Linked DNA regions of Ovis aries: region 1 is linked to region 2. The links are chromatin contacts, called in public Hi-C maps. All regions are on one chromosome and are shown on one strand. Each heading gives the region's core, a stretch centred on a gene start, on an enhancer-like site or on the middle of the called end of the contact. The rest is flanking DNA. Distances are from core to core; before and after follow the strand shown. Region 1 overlaps FILIP1L (filamin A interacting protein 1 like). Region 2 overlaps FILIP1L (filamin A interacting protein 1 like).

The links. A called contact is a pair of places that touch in the nucleus more often than the background predicts.
Region 1: a Hi-C map of tail adipose tissue shows a contact between it and region 2, with 5 times the contacts expected there. The contact joins two enhancer-like sites. A contact is called at or near these places in 7 of 16 Hi-C or Micro-C datasets (hypothalamus, mesenteric adipose tissue, mixed tissues and 3 more).

The regions. Positions count from the first base shown.
Region 1 is chr1:165,275,857-165,279,919 of ARS-UI_Ramb_v3.0, reverse strand. All of the region lies in intron 1 of FILIP1L (filamin A interacting protein 1 like), which reads left to right. The region is part of intron 2 of CMSS1 (cms1 ribosomal small subunit homolog); the gene reads right to left. Among named protein-coding and RNA genes, the nearest start is that of FILIP1L, 58 kb to the left of the region's middle. Within about 2 kb of position 2,034, at least 13 of the 54 cell types and tissues checked have an H3K27ac peak or open chromatin away from gene starts, as enhancers often do.
Region 2 is chr1:165,034,340-165,038,753 of ARS-UI_Ramb_v3.0, reverse strand. All of the region lies in intron 5 of FILIP1L (filamin A interacting protein 1 like), which reads left to right. The region is part of intron 1 of CMSS1 (cms1 ribosomal small subunit homolog); the gene reads right to left. Among named protein-coding and RNA genes, the nearest start is that of CMSS1, 17 kb to the right of the region's middle. Within about 2 kb of position 1,918, at least 4 of the 54 cell types and tissues checked have an H3K27ac peak or open chromatin away from gene starts, as enhancers often do.

The DNA of each region.
Region 1 (4,063 bases), core at 785-3,284, 240 kb before region 2:
TGTTCTAGGAAGAGGTGTGTGTGAGAGCGCTCAGTCATGTCTGATTCTGGGCAACCCCATGGACTGCAGCCTGCCAGGCTCCTCTGTCCATGGGAATCTCCAGGCAAGAATACTGGAGTGGGTTGCCATTTCCTACTCCAGGAGATTTTCTTGACCCAGGGGTCGAACCCTTGTCTCTGGCATCTCCTGAACTGCAAGTGGATTCTTTACCACCAGCGCCACCTGGGAAGCCCTACGAAGAGATAGCGGCATTTTTAAGCTTGGAGGGGCTTGTGTGACTCTGTGAGGGATTGACTGTAATGCATACAGTGGCTCAGAGGGCAAGTGGGGGAGGAATGGATGCTAATACTGGTAAGTATTAAATCCTCTGTATTAAAAGAAGACAGTTTTACCACAGAGAGTGGTGGACTATTTCAGATCTCTATCACTAGGGAGGCAAAAGAGATGGTTAAAGTAAAGTATAGCAGAAAGAATAAGGATAAATAAAATAAGGGCCTCAGAAAATTAATACCATGCATGATCCAATCTGGAATAACTAACAACTGCCTATATCAACCAGACATTTAGATTCCAACAGCCAAGCAAAATTGTGTAGGGTCCTGAACCAGCTATGAAGATGTTTAAAAGTCTGTAAGCCTGGACCCATCTGAGCTAACCAATGCCGAGGGTCCAAGGTGGGGCACAGGGAATGGTCCACTGATGTACACACAGGAAGAGCCCGTCGTCTCACAAACATACTCTGTACTTAGCAATGACTCATCTTTGGCCCTTCAGGATCATCTGCAAGACGATCTGCTATATATTGTAACATCGAAAAATGTGTGCCCTCCCCTTTTATAATGGCACTTTTCTGTATTCTATGTGCACGTCTACTGGTCACTTAAGTGAGAAAATGTGGCAATAAATGTTAGGTGGTTTCCGACCGTGGGTATTGCTGAGCTAGTCCTGATCAGCTAGTACACCTAATTAGAATGCAGGTCTGCACCTTCCTGTGCCCATTTGAGAGACACATAGGTCTTGCTTACCACATAGATCTGTGTCTCAAAGAGATGCCTCATTTATTTTTCAAACTGTGTTCCCCCTCACACCCCTCTTAGGGAGAGGCGGTGGCTAGTTTGTCGTTTTTTCCTTGGTGCGGGTACCATTCTAATTTGGTCTGATTTCATTTTCCTGTTCTGGTTTAGGGCACTGGCATACTTTAAAGATATCTTGCTAGAGGGTGGCTTCTTCTTTTAGAAGTACATTAGGTGGACAGTTTGGGGATGTGTGCAGAGAGGTGGAAGAGGAAGTGGAATGGAAAACAGGAAAGCCTGATAGCAAGAGTCTGCTGATGGTTTCTTCTTGCATGCTGCTTTACCCCTTACTCACCGACAACTTTCATTTTCTAAATTAGCAGATCAACAAATCCTCAGTGGCTCCCTGGGACCTAGGAAGTCGAGTCCAATGTCCTCAGCCTGGCACTGGAGGCCTCCCACCACCACATGGCCTCAGTGGGTCTCCACATTCTTCACACACACTCTCTAGTTTCCTCACACCCCTTACCTGCCTGGTGCAGCCCCCGAGGCCCATCTTTCTCCCCTCTCCTTGGTCCTTCTCCTTTCTCTGAACTTCTCCAGCAGGTACTGTCTGTGTCACTCATTAGGGCTTAGTCATAGAAGCCACGTTTTAAATGAATGATTTCATACATGTATGATTTATCTCACTAAACAGACCAGAGCTCCCTGAACTAGAGGCCCATGGGTTGAATTCAGCCCACCAACATGTTTTGTTTGGCCCACACAATGGTTTTGAAGAATCTGAATTAGTTGCCAGAATTTTTTAAAAATCAGGAGATGGCATATCATAAAAATTTGATTTTGTGACTTCTTGTGACAAGCCAGAGGCTCTGACAATGCTGGGCTGGCATTCTAGGATGGCTCCAATCAGCTGGAGCTGCTGACTGGAGTAATGATGGTCCCTTCAGAGGGATGCATCCTTTCCACCTTGGCAGGGTCCAAATCACGCCTCTGACCCGCGCCGGCCCCTTCCTGATCTCACAGACCTTCCTGTCTCCTGCAGTCATTTAAACTTGCAACCTCTGAACTACACCCTCTGTCCTTGGAGGACATGGTCTTTGTCTTCATTTCCTCACCTCCTCAGTGTCTGAACACTGCTATTTACATAACAGGTGCTGAAAAAATACTTCCTGAATGCAAGGAAAAAAGGCCAGAATTGAAGAAGCAGATGAAAGTGATAGGGAGATGAGGGTTAAAGGAGGCCAAGGCTAAGGACAAACGATGAAGTGTTTTCCAGTGCCTCAAAAAGGATTAAAATCTAAACTGTTTTGCTTTAAATCTTTTTTAATATATCAAAAGTCCTGCTTTAGTGACATATTAGTCCCACCAGAAAATAACCCCAACACCACCTTTATAGCTTCAAATGGCAGTGATTTATAAGGCTCTTTTAGAAAATAAAAAGAGGCATTTTGTTTTTAAAATGATAATTTCCCAGAAGCGGGACAAGAGAAACTCAGATTATCTAGTGAGGCTCTTCAACTCTGAGTGTACTTTACTGTGTCAATAGTGAAATGAGTCAGTCTGTCCTTTTTAAAAGAAAAACCACAAAACTTTAAGCCTTACTTTGTACTGCTGACTAGGTAAGAGAAATTACCCTAAAGGCTGCCTTCAGTTCACATCTGTCTACAAAATCTCAAAAGAAATACACTGTTTAAGAGACGCATGTTACCAAGGACGTTTTCCTGAACTTGCACCAAATTCCTCCTGGGTGTCATCCAAGCTGCCCCTTTCCACTCAAGTGAGAGTGAAGTTCAGAAGATTGGGAAGAGCAGGGCTCCAGAATACTAGACATATCATTCAATGACTGAACTTTAAGTTAAACTTCACAGATGAAACTGTGATTCCAGAGGAGAAATTGGGCCTTAACTCAGTGTTCTAACACTGGAGGTTTTACAGCCTTCCTTTTCTCTAAAAACCCTCTGAACTCTGTTGTGAAGGGAACAGGAGGGAGAAACTGGTCTTACTGATGCCTCGACACCTCTAGGTTTGAGGGCATAAAGTGAATGGAGTTGGCACTGAGGCGCTGGGGAGAGATGAAGTGGAGAGACTTCAACTCGTCCACTGTGAGAGTTCATGTTTGGGGTAGAAGTTTGAGGAACTAAAGCTGAGCAAAGCTTTAGGTCTGGGATGTGAGTATTTCAAGCTGCTGGGATAGAGAGGAACTCACTAATGGGAGATGTGTAGAGGCATCCAAGAACAGACATCTGCCTCATTTGACTCTTAGTCAATTTTTTTCTTCAGTCTGCCTGCTGAGGTGACCTAATTTTTTCACTTCAAGAAATTAGAACTTAAAACCCATACCCACTTATAAGCATCAGATTGTGGAAAGTTTCATTCCGTAGGCAGGGGCTTATCAGAGTCTTCTAATATCCTTGTGTCCTGAGAGACAGTGGAGTGTGGCAGTAACAGTATGGGTTCTGGGGTCAGGCAAGACTTAGGGTGGAGTCCTAACTCCACCAGTCAGAGGATCTGCAGCCCTAGGAAAGTCAGGTAACTTCTTCCAGCCACACTTTTCTCACCCCCAAAAGGAGAATATAAATAGTACACTTGCATGGGATTACTCTGAGGTGTGAGTGAGAGAGCGCATGCAGACGACTTATCACAGCACCCTGCACAGAGCTGGCTACCCCAAACATGTTGTTTTCATCACGGTCTCTCACAGTACAGGAAAATTCAGATGGTCAGTTGGGTGAAAGGTCATCAGGATCTTCGAGAAGTTCATAACTTGGCTGGGCATATTGCTCATAGCTCGTAATTCTAAACAAGGCTGAGGTCAGTTACTCCTGTCAGAACTTGGGCTGGAAATGATTTTTCCAGTAGGAAGGAGGTTATGCTGAGCTGGCCATGCTCACACCTCTGCCCTCTGTGATCAGATACATGCATTTCTCAACCAGCCAGGCAAGGGGAAGCTGCTCTGCAGGAAGCCAACTGTCCCACACAGGGCCTGTCCCACAGCCTTGAGTTTTATCTAGCGGAGTTAACTCGTACCAGATAACCAAGGCATGCTC
Region 2 (4,414 bases), core at 669-3,168:
CACTCAGTCGTGTTCAACTCATAGCGATGCCATGGACTGCAGCCCACCAGGCTCCTCCATCCATGGGATTTTCCAGGCAAGAGTACTGGAGCGGGGTGCCATTGCCTTCTCCTTATCTGTGCTGGTACGCCCCAAAACCAGACTTCAGAACAGATGCTACTGTAAAATAGTTAAACTATTGGATTTAACCCCACACCTCTAATACAACCTTCACTTGTGTTGCTGGTGATCTTTCTACAACCCGGTCCTGACCATGGCAACTCTCCAGTCCCTTGCCTCAAAACCACACTTACTTAGCACTTACATTACTGAGTGGCCCAAATCCAGACTTTCAATCAGGCCTCCACCTGTCACCTCCTCTCCCTTTGAAACTCTGGACGTAATGGGCGCCCTCAGCAGGACGCTGCACTGGCCATCTCCTCACACACCACAGGCCTTCTGGTGCTAGGCCTTTGCTCATGCTGTTCCTTGGACAATAATGCTCTTCTCTCTTTGTTCCTTTACTGAAATCTTACTCCTACCTCAAGTGTCGATTCCTCCAGAAAATTCTCTATTTTTCTCAGTTTTCCTGAGTTTCCAAATCATTTCTGTTTGTACTTTTATTATAGCACTTAATTTTGCCTCATTCTAGTCTTTTGTCACCCCTCTTACACTATAATCCTATAATCTCTTGAGTAAGAATAAGCTGTCATTTATTTTTTGAAACTCTCATATTAATGTTTCTCAAAATGATCGCATTTATCAGAATTACCAAGACCTCCACAGATTTCCACATCCCCAGACCTGTGAAATCCAGTGCAAGAATCTGCATCTTAACAAGCTGCCTGGCTCATTCTTGGGTTTATAAACGTTAAGAACCACTGTACTACATTATCCAGGACTTAAACACTGCTGGTAATAGGAGCTCAGCAAAAGTGCACAGGTCTAACAACACACCTGGGGGCCACAGTTGACTTGCACTTGTTTTCATAGAATCACTGAATGTCAGGGTCAAAAGACTTTATAGATGGTATAAATGCTTCATTTTTGAACAATTAAAAGACAGGACAGAATATGTTTTCAAATAAACTCTAAAAAAGAAAGACAATGAATAGACTAAGTAGGATGAGGGCAGAAAAGGATGTGTGAAGGTTTTCTGGGCCAGGGGTGGTTAGAAACATAGCCCAATACCTGGCACTGCCTGGTCAGCTGTTGCAACTGCTATGCTTAGCAATATGTTTCTAAGAATTAACTGGAGAGATGGGAGAGCAAGAGATAAAGCAGAAAAACAACAAATGTAAAATAACCAAAGAAGATAAGTTATCGTTATGATCAAGAAATGAGTACCTTAAGAACAGAAAGAAAGAAAAAGTACAAGTAAAAAAGAAAAGAAAAAAAAGAAAAAAGTAAAGATGATAAGGTTGACATTAGTAACAACTAGCACTTTGGATGCGCCAGGGACTTTCCTACACAGTATCTCTACCCGCTAAGGAACTTGCAAGTAGGCAGTCTAATCCTAAGGGTTACAAGATGAGGAAACTAAGGTCGGCCACAGGCTGACTGGCTTGATCAAGAACACACAGATAGTGGTGCCAGAACCAGAATCGAGACCCACCCAGGTCCACCCGGCTCCACACCCAGTGCTCTAGTCACTAACCCGGGGCTGTTGTAAAATATAAGCTGGAGAATGATTTTTAAAAGTTACGTGGGTGTATGTAAGGGAAGGAGAAAGACGGGAGTGGGTACCAAAATAGAAGAAAAAGAAAAAAGCTGAGCTGAAAAACCTGACAGATGAATAAAAAGAAAGGGGATAAACAAAACAGTTCAAGGTTAGTATATCTGAACATTCTGTTTCTAAATGGGATGCTATGTGTCTGAACACAAAAATGGAAGTAACTAGGTTAGGAAGGATTTTTGAAAACTGTACTTCAATGCTTATTCTTGGACTACCCATGGTGTAATTACCACAGAAAGACTGGGAGGTGACTAGGTATAACCACAAACCATGTTACATTATAAAATGAAGGCATCAATTTCCTCTAGCCTTCACCTCAGAAACTGGACAACTCTTAAATATAAATCACAGCACTGCAGTTCTATTTAAAACCAAACGTTCTCTCACAAGACATTAGTGGGAATGAGCTAATGAAACTACAGAGTTTCCTTCTGAAGGACCGTTTGCCACATAAAGCTAAAATTTTAGTGACAAAGTTTTATTGTATAATGAAATTCTGAGAAAATCAAGAGAAAAACGCCAAAGCAGCATATGAAATTCTGGGCTATCTGCCAGATTCATTATCTGCTGTTTCCTTAAAAAAAAAAAATTAGCAGTGATTTACCAAACAATACAAAAGACAAAAGGCAATTATATTCCAAAGACATTTTTTCTCATTTTAGCATTTCCTTCTTTTCATCACCATATCCATCATCATTACTTATGTACTTTCCCATAAACAGAGATAAAAACAAAAATACAAAACACTGTCATTCTGATAACACCAGGGCCTTGACCAAAGCATTCCATAGCTGGGTCCCTAAGCAAGTCAGGCAGCCCTGACTCCGCCCCTCCCTTGCCTACCCCAGTGACCACAGATGAAAACCACTCAAGGTCTCTGGAAGTCCTGAGCCTTTCAACCTCTAGAGTTAAAGGTGTAGTGAGGGCCCTGCAGTCCCTGGAGTCAAGAACACTCCTGAGGGAACACAGCTTTCTTACACAATATGTTGCCAATATATCTCCAAAAAGTTCAAAGTACTTACACAATTAATTTCATTTAGAGAAAAGGAAACATCCTGATTCCAGCTGTGTAACTAGGATCTGATAGTTTCCTCATACAAGGAAACTAATTTTGTTCCGGTGTTTGCCCTCCAGTATAGTGTGAAGGAGGACAAGGATCAAGTAGAAATTGGATTGCAGAACTGAGATTTTGAATAAAACATTTTCCCTTTCAGTACTTCTTTTGGTCATTAAGGCTCACTGCTATCTAATGACTTGCTGTAATCATAATCATATAGATAGCTCGGTTTCTTTTAAGAACCTACAGGCTAAACAAGCTAACATTTTAAGAACTTAATGAATTCTCCTTTTCTTTCTACTGTTACCTAAATATAAGTGAGGCCTCTGCCTCACTCAACTCAGCATCTTTTAAACTTGTAATCCATTCCAAACCCCAATCTCCATGTTAAACTGAGTTAAACATTAAAAAAAAAAAACAAAAAAAACCCGCAAACTTTTCTTCTATGAATGAGCTTTCCAACTTGCTTAATCTCCTCCAAGACATCTGCTTTCTGATGAAACCCAGGAACCTCCAATTCTTAATCACTGTGTGGTCTTAAAAGAGCCATATGCATCGATTCCTCCTTCAATATGCTCTCCAAATTCGGATAAAGCTTTCTTGGAGCTATTTGACATAGTGTTCTATAAAAATGATCCAAGAGGTGACACATTTTAAAGCTCTCTACCTCATTTACTGAAACATGTCCAAGTATAAAATTCATACAAACAAAAAAAACATAGCTTTTTTCTTTAAGATTTGGGAATGAAATTTAGAGTTGTCCTAATAATATAACTAGCCTCTGCTGCCATCTAAAGGTAAAAACTATGAAGTGAGATCAAGAGTTATCAAGAAAACCAAAATTAACTTGCAGAATCAATGGTGTAGAAACAATGGGAACCCAGTAACTTTCAGGCAGCTGACCTTACCAATGACTATTCCAAGCCATGTTGTCTTTACAAACATGTATCAGTATAGCTCACCAGAAACAAGACCCATAAATACTGTCTTCAATACCAATTAGTTTATTGGACAGATTTCAGTTCTGACTAACCTGTGGTGCTCATTCCACATTCCTAGACAATCTGAGTCGGGAGATTTTGAGATGGGATCTGCGCATCTGCAGTGCTTTAAAAGCCCCACAGGTGGTTCTGATGAGCATCTAGGACCACTGGGCCACGAAACACTGGCTTCTACAGTACTAAACCTCCCACACCCAAGCAGACAAGAGTTCTAGGTAGAAAGAAACCTTAAAGCTTATTATCTAAATGAGATTCAACTATGGCAGTGTTCATCAAAGTATGTCAGGCTGACCACCCTGCATCAGATAAATCACCTTGAGAGTTTATTTAAAATGCAGATTCCTGGGTGTATCCATAGACATTTAAATGAATTACAGTTTCCAGAGGTAAGGCCCAAGAATCCACAATTTAAGTAGAATCCCAACACAGATTTTTGTACACTAAACAGGACAACCGATCTAATTCTTGACAAAGGTAAAGGACATCACTGAAACCTATTTTGTAGAGGCTATTATTAATGCTGTGGTTATAAGGTCAGCCGACTTACTCATGGTTTGCACAATATGTTGCTGTTCACAGAACTGTCCTGATCTCTTCAGTATTTATTTCCTTTTTATCCTTTAATATAACTTAGTGTGTGTT